2 separate regions of the Capra hircus genome follow, and region 1 is linked to region 2. Evidence: chromatin contacts called from public Hi-C data. All regions are on one chromosome and are shown on one strand. The core of a region is the stretch at or near the end of the contact, and the rest is flanking DNA. Distances in the headings are between cores, read along the strand shown. Region 1 has its middle 31 kb from the start of AFTPH. Region 2 has its middle 76 kb from the start of VPS54.

Evidence for each region. Hi-C and Micro-C count contacts between places; a contact is called where the count stands out from the background.
Region 1: a Hi-C map of blood shows a contact between it and region 2, with 5 times the contacts expected there. The contact joins two enhancer-like sites. A contact is called at or near these places in 3 of 5 Hi-C or Micro-C datasets (blood and liver).

What each region holds. Positions count from the first base shown.
Region 1 is chr11:62,621,727-62,625,615 of ARS1.2, reverse strand. No RefSeq gene overlaps it. Among named protein-coding and RNA genes, the nearest start is that of AFTPH, 31 kb to the left of the region's middle. Within about 2 kb of position 1,320, at least 3 of the 5 cell types and tissues checked have an H3K27ac peak or open chromatin away from gene starts, as enhancers often do.
Region 2 is chr11:62,217,686-62,221,744 of ARS1.2, reverse strand. No RefSeq gene overlaps it. Among named protein-coding and RNA genes, the nearest start is that of VPS54, 76 kb to the right of the region's middle. Within about 2 kb of position 2,059, at least 1 of the 5 cell types and tissues checked has an H3K27ac peak or open chromatin away from gene starts, as enhancers often do.

The DNA.
Region 1 (3,889 bases), core at 71-2,570, 400 kb before region 2:
CTCATCTCCCCCCCCCTCGGCTCCCCAGCCCTTCTAGAAAATCAGCGTGCATCTGAACACTGGGAGGAGAGGGAGGCAGTGCACCCGCTTCATCCCAGCCTGCCAGAAAGACCCAGGCGCTCATCCGCAAAGACAGCTGCGGCTGAACAGGATGTGTTTCCATCCTCCAATGTTTCCTGTCTTTCTAGTGACTTCCTATCTCTCGTTGATTGACAAATCGTTTTTAAAGATGCTGGAGACTGATGAAAAACAAAACCAAATCCTGCTGTGATCCTTTCACAACTGGGCCCTTTCTGTTCATCTCTGAGTGGCAGGCAGGACTTAGTGTGATTAAAAAGGAGAAGACTGAAGGGACATCGCTCTGAAGAGAGGAAGGCAAGGCCAGGGGCTCTGTCTCAAGGCCTAGAGCTCTGAGTCGCCCTGGCACAGGCATGGGAAAGCCAGACCTGCAGAGAGGAATGGGCAGAGCCCCCAAACCCAGGTAGGTCTGAGGAACCCTGGTAGGGTTACTTTTCCTGGCATTCCTTTTCCTCTCCTGTAATTTGTGAGGTTTGTGGGAGAATTCCCTCACATCCTTGTACCTCACTGTTCTCATTTCACACCCTTGTATCTCACTGTTCTCATTTGTAAATGGAAGGGCTCTGCAACAGGCACTTCTGAGATCCTGTGGTTCTGAGGCTGACATGAGCCAGGATGGGCCACGTCTCATGTAGCTGGGCTGTCTAGTAGGGCCTCCAGAGGTGGCTACACTGCTCTTTCCAGACCAGTGGTTCTCAAATTTGAGGTGCATCAGGATCCCCTGGAGGGTTTGCTGAAGCGGGCTGCTGGCCCCACCCTCAGAGTTGCCTTTCAGTAGGACTGGGGTGGGGCCTGAGAATTTACACTTCTAACAAGTTCCCAGGTGCACCCCTGCCGCTAGTCTGGGGATCGCGTGTTGAGCATCACGTGGAGCAACGCCCAGGGCGTGCGGGAACCGCTGAGAAGAAGGTCACGTGGGTTGAGCAAAGGCCGCCTGGGCAGCCGCGCTCAGGATGCGTACCTCTCCCTCCCACCTGCAGGGGGCAGCCTGGTTCTGCCTCAGCCTAGAGGAAGCACCGGGTTAAGTTATCTCATGATAAAATAAATACTCCAGTTTCCTGAAAAATCCTAGGTAGATGTAAACCTACCTCTCGGGTCTGAGGAACCCTTGTAGACTGAGTGTTCTCAGCCTGGATAGCTGGGCTTTTACTTCTGAAAGAGACCATCTCTGCTAATGCTGGACTCCCGGGTAGGAAGCGTGTTCTTTCGCCTGAAGGCTCCCACTGCTGGCGAAGTGCGGGCTTTGCCTCAGGGCCCCGGAAATGTTCCACGGACGAACAAATTAAGACCCTGAATATTTGTGCAAGAGCCGATGAAAGAGAAGGGCAGAGAGTGATGGAATGAGTCAGTCTACAGGGGCACTGACCATTGTTTCGGAAAGCAAGAGTATCTTCTGGTGCTAGGTGATTCTCCCCTGTGAAACTGCACAGGCCTTCCCAAAAGCTAACGTGTTCAGATGGGCAGAGGGCTGCAGGAGCGAAACCAGCCAGCAGGGGTCGCCTCCACATTTGCTCCTTGGGGGGGTCTTAGCCTTGTGCAAGATATTTCCCAGTCATCTGTTCTTAAAATTATTAAAGCCCGTTATAATGAGAAGCCTAAAACTTTTATTTAAAACAAAGTGAAAATAAATAAGCAATACAAGACAAAAAACACAAAGAAAACCTCCAAGCTGCCTTCTATATGTGCAACAGAAACAGACAGCTTATGCAGTACGAGCTGCTCCAATAGATAACTTCTCTCTCACCCAGGAAGCTGCTCAGCTCATAGACTTGCCCAATATGGAAAAGAAAGGCTTTATGGGGACGTGGGAGGAGCAGCAGAGGTTCTCAGATGAGGAGAAGGTGCTTTGGGAGTCAAGACAGAAGACTAGGGTTCTTGGAAATAATTCTTCTTTCCCCTCCAGGCTTCCCTGGTAGCTCAGACAGTAAAGAATCCGCCTTCCAATCCCTGGATCAGAAAGATCCACCGGCAGAGGGAATGGCTACTCACTCCAGTATTCTTGCCTGGGAAATCTCTTGGACAGAGGATCCTGGCAAACTAGTGTCCATGGGGTTGAAAAGAGAAATGACTGAGCGACTAAGTATACTTCATCCCTCAGGTTAGGAGGTCAAATTTGGGCAGAGATTCAAGGCAGAGCCTGAGGACGATCATAACAGTCTGATTATCTACTCTGGTGTACTCAGTTTTCCACTACCTGTGGATTTCTGTCCAAGCTCAAGATATTTAGGTGTGAAAGTGGTACACACCAGCCCCACTATCAGTAAAGATAGGCCTTCTGGGTGGTCTCTAAGGGTGCTCCTAGGCTTGTACTGCCCCATGCCCACACTCTCAAAGTTCCTTTAGTGGCCATAGTGCTCATGCCATGGGGCACAATCAGCATGTAAGACCAGCTGTGGATGTGAGACAGAGCAACCCAACATGGTGCAGCTGTAGGTCAACCCACAGTTGGCCATTGGAACAACACATGACCCTCCTTAGCAACATTATCTGTCCCCTTCACTGGTAGTGGGACATCATTACAGCGCACTTTTCACTAAGGTGGTTCCTCATGCTTTTCATCTTCCCTTCTCCAAAATTCTTCTCCTCTGTATTGTCAGTCTTTTTTGGTAGTGTCATCATTCACAAAATCACCTAAACAAGAAACTTTCTAGTTAGTTTTTGCTATTTCTCCACTATCCACAGTCTGGCCAAGCCAAGAAATTCGGATTATCCTCTCTTCTCCACAGCCATGAGTTAGGACTCACCTGGATGGCTACTGGCCTCTATTCTCATCCTCAGCACTGATTCTAGATGCTAGATGCTCTAAAAGTCTTATTTGATCGTGGAGTTCCCCCGCTTAAAAACCACGCGTAGCTCCCCATGCGTAGCTCCCCAAGCCTATAGAATATGTGGCTGCATTCATTTTCAGAACCAGGAACCAGACAGGGTATAGATAAATGAATGAGTGAATGAAGAGAAACTAACAGATGGGGAAGAAGAATTGGTAAGAGTTTTATTGAATTCCTGTCATGACGGAGACCACCCACTGTAATCCTGTAAGCCCTACTATATGCCCTGCAGTTGAATTCCAATGAGCACAAGGGAATAAACATTGTATTTAAATTTTTTTATTCTATTATTCATGCCACAGGAGCCAGGCATGCTTCCCATTTCCTTTTCCACACTACTTATAGATTCCAAAAACACTTTGCACTGCTTCCCTGACATCTATGCAAAAGAGAAATAAGTGCTGTATAGCCTAGAAGACCAACCCCCCAGAGTATCTTTCTGTCATCAGTTGGGTGGGTGCACAGTTCTAACCTTCTAGTCTTGCCTGGCCTCTAGCTGGAAAAAAGAATGTGGTCTTAGAAGGAGAGAAATATTTCCTCTTTTTAACACAGGCCCTTATCATATACCCCCGCCCTTAGAAAATGACCACTTTTTTCTGAACACACCCATAGAAACACATTGGCTTCTTATAAAAACTGCTGTTCTTGTGTTTTTGTCCTTAATCTCTGCATTTTGAGGGTGATTGGCCCTTGCTGCTGCACTTGACAGGAGCTGACAAGTAGGCACATGTGGGTGTCACGGATGCAGTGACTGGACCGTCCCAGGGATGAGGCCGTGAGAAGCTGGTTTGGTGTTTGTACACCCAGGCAACCGTCATGTTTACTTGCTGTCTCTGGTCAGCTTCCAAACCAGCAGCACCGCACCCATTAACACTGGGCTCCACGCTGGTTACTGACGGGTTGGATTGCCAGTTGTGAGGAATTATTACTTTTCACTTGAGCAATGGATGGTTTCATTGGAGGAGAAGCTTTACAAACACCCA
Region 2 (4,059 bases), core at 810-3,309:
ACTGTGTTTGGGGTACGAAAACACAGATGGGTCATGGGCTAGATGGAGGGGCAAGATAGCTTACAAAGACAACACAAGCACAAATGAAAGTAACAACCCCAGGGTGCACCAAGGAGGAGTGGCCCAAAGATTCCTGGTGAGATAAAAAGTACTGACTGTTAATTGTCAAGCACTGAATGTTAGATTCTGTGCATCTACATTTTTTTTCATTTCAAAAGCTTTTATTTTTTTCCCATTTTACTTTATTTTTTGAATAGTTAATGCTTAAACATGGTACAAATGCAAAAGTTACAAAAGGTGTACAGTGAAAAATAAATATTTCTCTCTTCTCTGTCCCCCAGCTACCGTCTCTGGAGGCAACCAATACTGACAAAATCAATCCCTGCCCTCTCTGCTCCCCACCCCACCCCCATTATAAGCTGAGGTACATAAGCTAAATTGTCTTCATTCAGTAAAGATACCTTCCTAAGGTAGCAGCCTTGTAATGGACACGCTTAATAAATCAGATTTACAAAAATACATATGGTAACTTTATTGTATATCATGACTTCTTGCTAAAAAGCCCCCATTGCTGATGCAGGTGGAAAACACTTGACCTTGCTGATTAAAGAAGCCTCTTTTAGATTTGGGCTTCTCAGGTAGCACTAGTGGTAAGGAACCCACTTGCCAAGGCAGGAGATAAGAGACGTGGGTTTGATCCCTGAGCCGGGAAGATGCCCTGGAGGAGGGCATGGCTACCCACTCCAATATTCTTGCTGGGAGAATCCCAAGGACAGAGGAGTCTGGTGGGCTACAGTCCGTAGGGTCACAGAGTCAGACATGAATGAAGTGACTTAGCATGCACACTTTTAGGCTCAAAACAGTCTCTTTTGGGAAATCACTGCACCTTTCAGGGTTTCTCCCTCATCCCAGGGTTCTCCTCTCCCCATTCCCTTTCCTAAATGGTTGCCCAGGTGGAAGGCATGCTACAGGGGAGATACAAGGGAAGAGACCATGGTGAGGAAATTGTTCTCTCTGGCCTTTGGGCTGTGTTCATTCCAGCTCCTGACAGTCACAGTCTCCACCGTGATCATCAGTGGTAAAGGTCACATACCTTTACCTTCTTGGCCCGAGGCCAGGCCCATTACAGCCCCATTCATCCTTTCAGCCTTCACTGTCCTCCCAGGGGGTCTGCTGTAGACTGCACACAGGCCAGGGGACGGGGAGCACTTCTCAAGGCCTCTCATTACCCAACCCTCACATTTCTTCTTCTCTGTAGTTGGCCCAGTTCCAAAGGAAAAGCCAGCAGCTCTCCTGCCTTAGGGCTCCGGTCACCCCTCACCTGGGGCAACCCTGCGCTCATAACCTCTGACTCTCATAGCTTCCTGCAAGCTGCTTAAACTTTTCTCTTCCAGTCATGGGAAAATGGCTCTGACGTCACATCCTGTGTTTCTTCCTGGCACCGTCTGTGACCTGCTCAGGGGCAGTTCTCCAAGCTCTGCCTCATCTGTGTATGCAAACATATTTTTTTTTTTCTTTCAGCAAAGTCTGGCTTTTACAAATCAGAAGCACTTAATTTCAATCTATTGTCTTGCTATGATATTTTTTCAATCCTATTTTGAAACTCAAAGCTAAATGATGACTTACCCATTCTTGGCTGGGTTCCTTCCTCCCCGTGACTCAAAGCATGTCCTTGACTCACTGGGTGGAGGAGCCATAGAGCCAGGGTTTACTGGGAAAGCAAACACGCTGGGAGAATATCTCACAAATGTTATCTCCATGACATCAGCATAAGGTTCCCAGGGCTGAGGGGAAAGCCAGTGTCAGGGTGGTAAACGTTACTAAGTTTTCAGTTGCGATTAGGGTACATTCATTTCATACAAAAACTTCATGGTCCTCGAAGTGAACATAAACAAAACTGAACTCCTGATTCTACCGGTTTCCACCCAGTTAGGCAGTCGAGCCTGAGTCATTCTGGACTCTTCTCTTTCCTTTGCACTCCGTATATAATTCATCTCCTATTCAGACCACCAAAGGGAATGGGAGACTTTTTCTAATTGTCGCAAAAGCAATGTGTGGGCCAGTAACGGCCTTGCTGCTGAAACCCTCCTCCCAGCCGCCACCAGCATCTGTCACTGGACCTCTGCCATCGTCTCCTCCCTGGTCTCCCCACTTTTGTGTTTGACCTTCTACAATCTATTCTCCACAAAGCCAGACTTATCTTTTTAAAATATGTTAGATCCTTAATTAAATATAAATCATCACTTCCCAGCTTCCCTGCTTTAAATCCTCCAGTAGCTTCCTATCACTCTTTGACCTGACTCTGCCTTCCTCTTCAGCCTCATCTCCTCTCTTCCAGGCCTTCCCTCTTACTCTGCTCCAGGCCACCTTTCTGGCCTCAAATACACCAGGTTCGTTTCAACTCCAGGTCCTTTGCACTTACTGTTTGTTTGCTTGCAGAGCTCTTCCCTAGACAGTAACACTGTTCCCTCCTTCTCAGCCTTCAGATCTCAATTCAGATGTCACCAAGCAGCTGCATCCCACCCCAGGTACCATTGGCCGTATTACCCTATTTTATCTTCTTCAGTAGCCCTCAAACAGTATTTTTTGAATATTTTCAGTATTCCTGAAACAGTATTATTTGTTTGTTTAAATGTTTATTACCTATCTGCCCTCACTTGGAATGCAACCTCCTTGGACAGGGACTTGGTTTGCCTTCTTCAGCACTGTATTTTTGCATTAAACAGTGCTTGACACATAATAAACAGAAACCAACTAAGTTCATCCAGTGGGGAAAAGGAGAAAGACAATATTTTTAAACTCAACAAGCATTCATGGATACCTTTTTATTAGTTTACTGTTCAGAAGAAGTTTACCGCTTCTTCTAGTTTCTGTGTAAGGGAATCATAAGGTTAATGTAGCTTTCTGATGAGAAACTTGGCTGCAAGACAGAACTAGTGTCTATATTTATGCTGCTGAAAAGCAGCTTTTTCAAATAATCAAGTCAGATCAAAGTATAAATTGTTAGTCTCATACAAAATTTGAATGATTGCGTGTGTGTTGCTGTATGCTTAACCTGCTACAGATCACTGCTATTTTAAGGTTCCCTGATTGCTAAAAGTTGTTTACCTGATTCCTTTCTTTTTAAGTGTAGCTGAAGAGGCAGGGCTGATCAGAGGCAAGATGTAAAAAGAGAGGCAACATTAGTGGTTTTTCAGGCACACTATAAAACAATTACCCACAACCTTTAGGTATTTCTTGTACTTTCAGAACTAAAAACTAAGCTTACCTTGATATAGGCTAAAATTTGTTTTGAATAACTCATACCCTGGAAAGTCCTGAACAGTTACACAAACAGTGAAGCAGGGACTTTAAAGCTCAGGCCTGAGTGACATGTTTTAGAACAAAGATGCAAGAAAATTAGGTTTCATCTTGCTCATAATAGATGAGGTTAAACATACTTCTCCATTCCTGGTGTCACAGAGTCTGAAATTTCTATCATTAGAGCTTCATTTTTTATCCTGGAGTTCTCTTTTAAAATGCATATATTCCTGGAAATAGACTAATTCATGAAGATATTGAAATTAATAAGGTCCATTTTCCTTTCAGTGGGAGAAGTTATCAGCAAAAGAGCCATGAACATGGAGGAGAGATGTATGGAGAGAGACTAGTAGCCCCAACTCTGGCTTTTCTGAACCTATACTAGGCCCAGTACAGTACAGTACTTATTCAAGTACTTTGGCTGATAATACTGTGGGGAAAATGATTTTAAGAGTGAGTATTGTGATATGAGTTACTTAATCTAAGAAAATGGATTTTTTAAACTTCAAGTGTTGCTATGCAATATGAATTTTGATGAATTTTTTCCAGTTAGGGTCCCAACAGGAAACAGATGGTACAGTTAAATTAGGATAAGTTGAGAAGAGTTTCTTTTCAAAGTGACTATTTGTAAGGGAGTGATGGGATATAATGAAAACTCAAGGGACAGTCTAGGAGCTAGGGGTTAGAAGAAGCAGAGTGGTTGACATCCTTGGGCCTTAAAGCAGAGATTATTAGAATACGGAAATGGAGTATTACTTG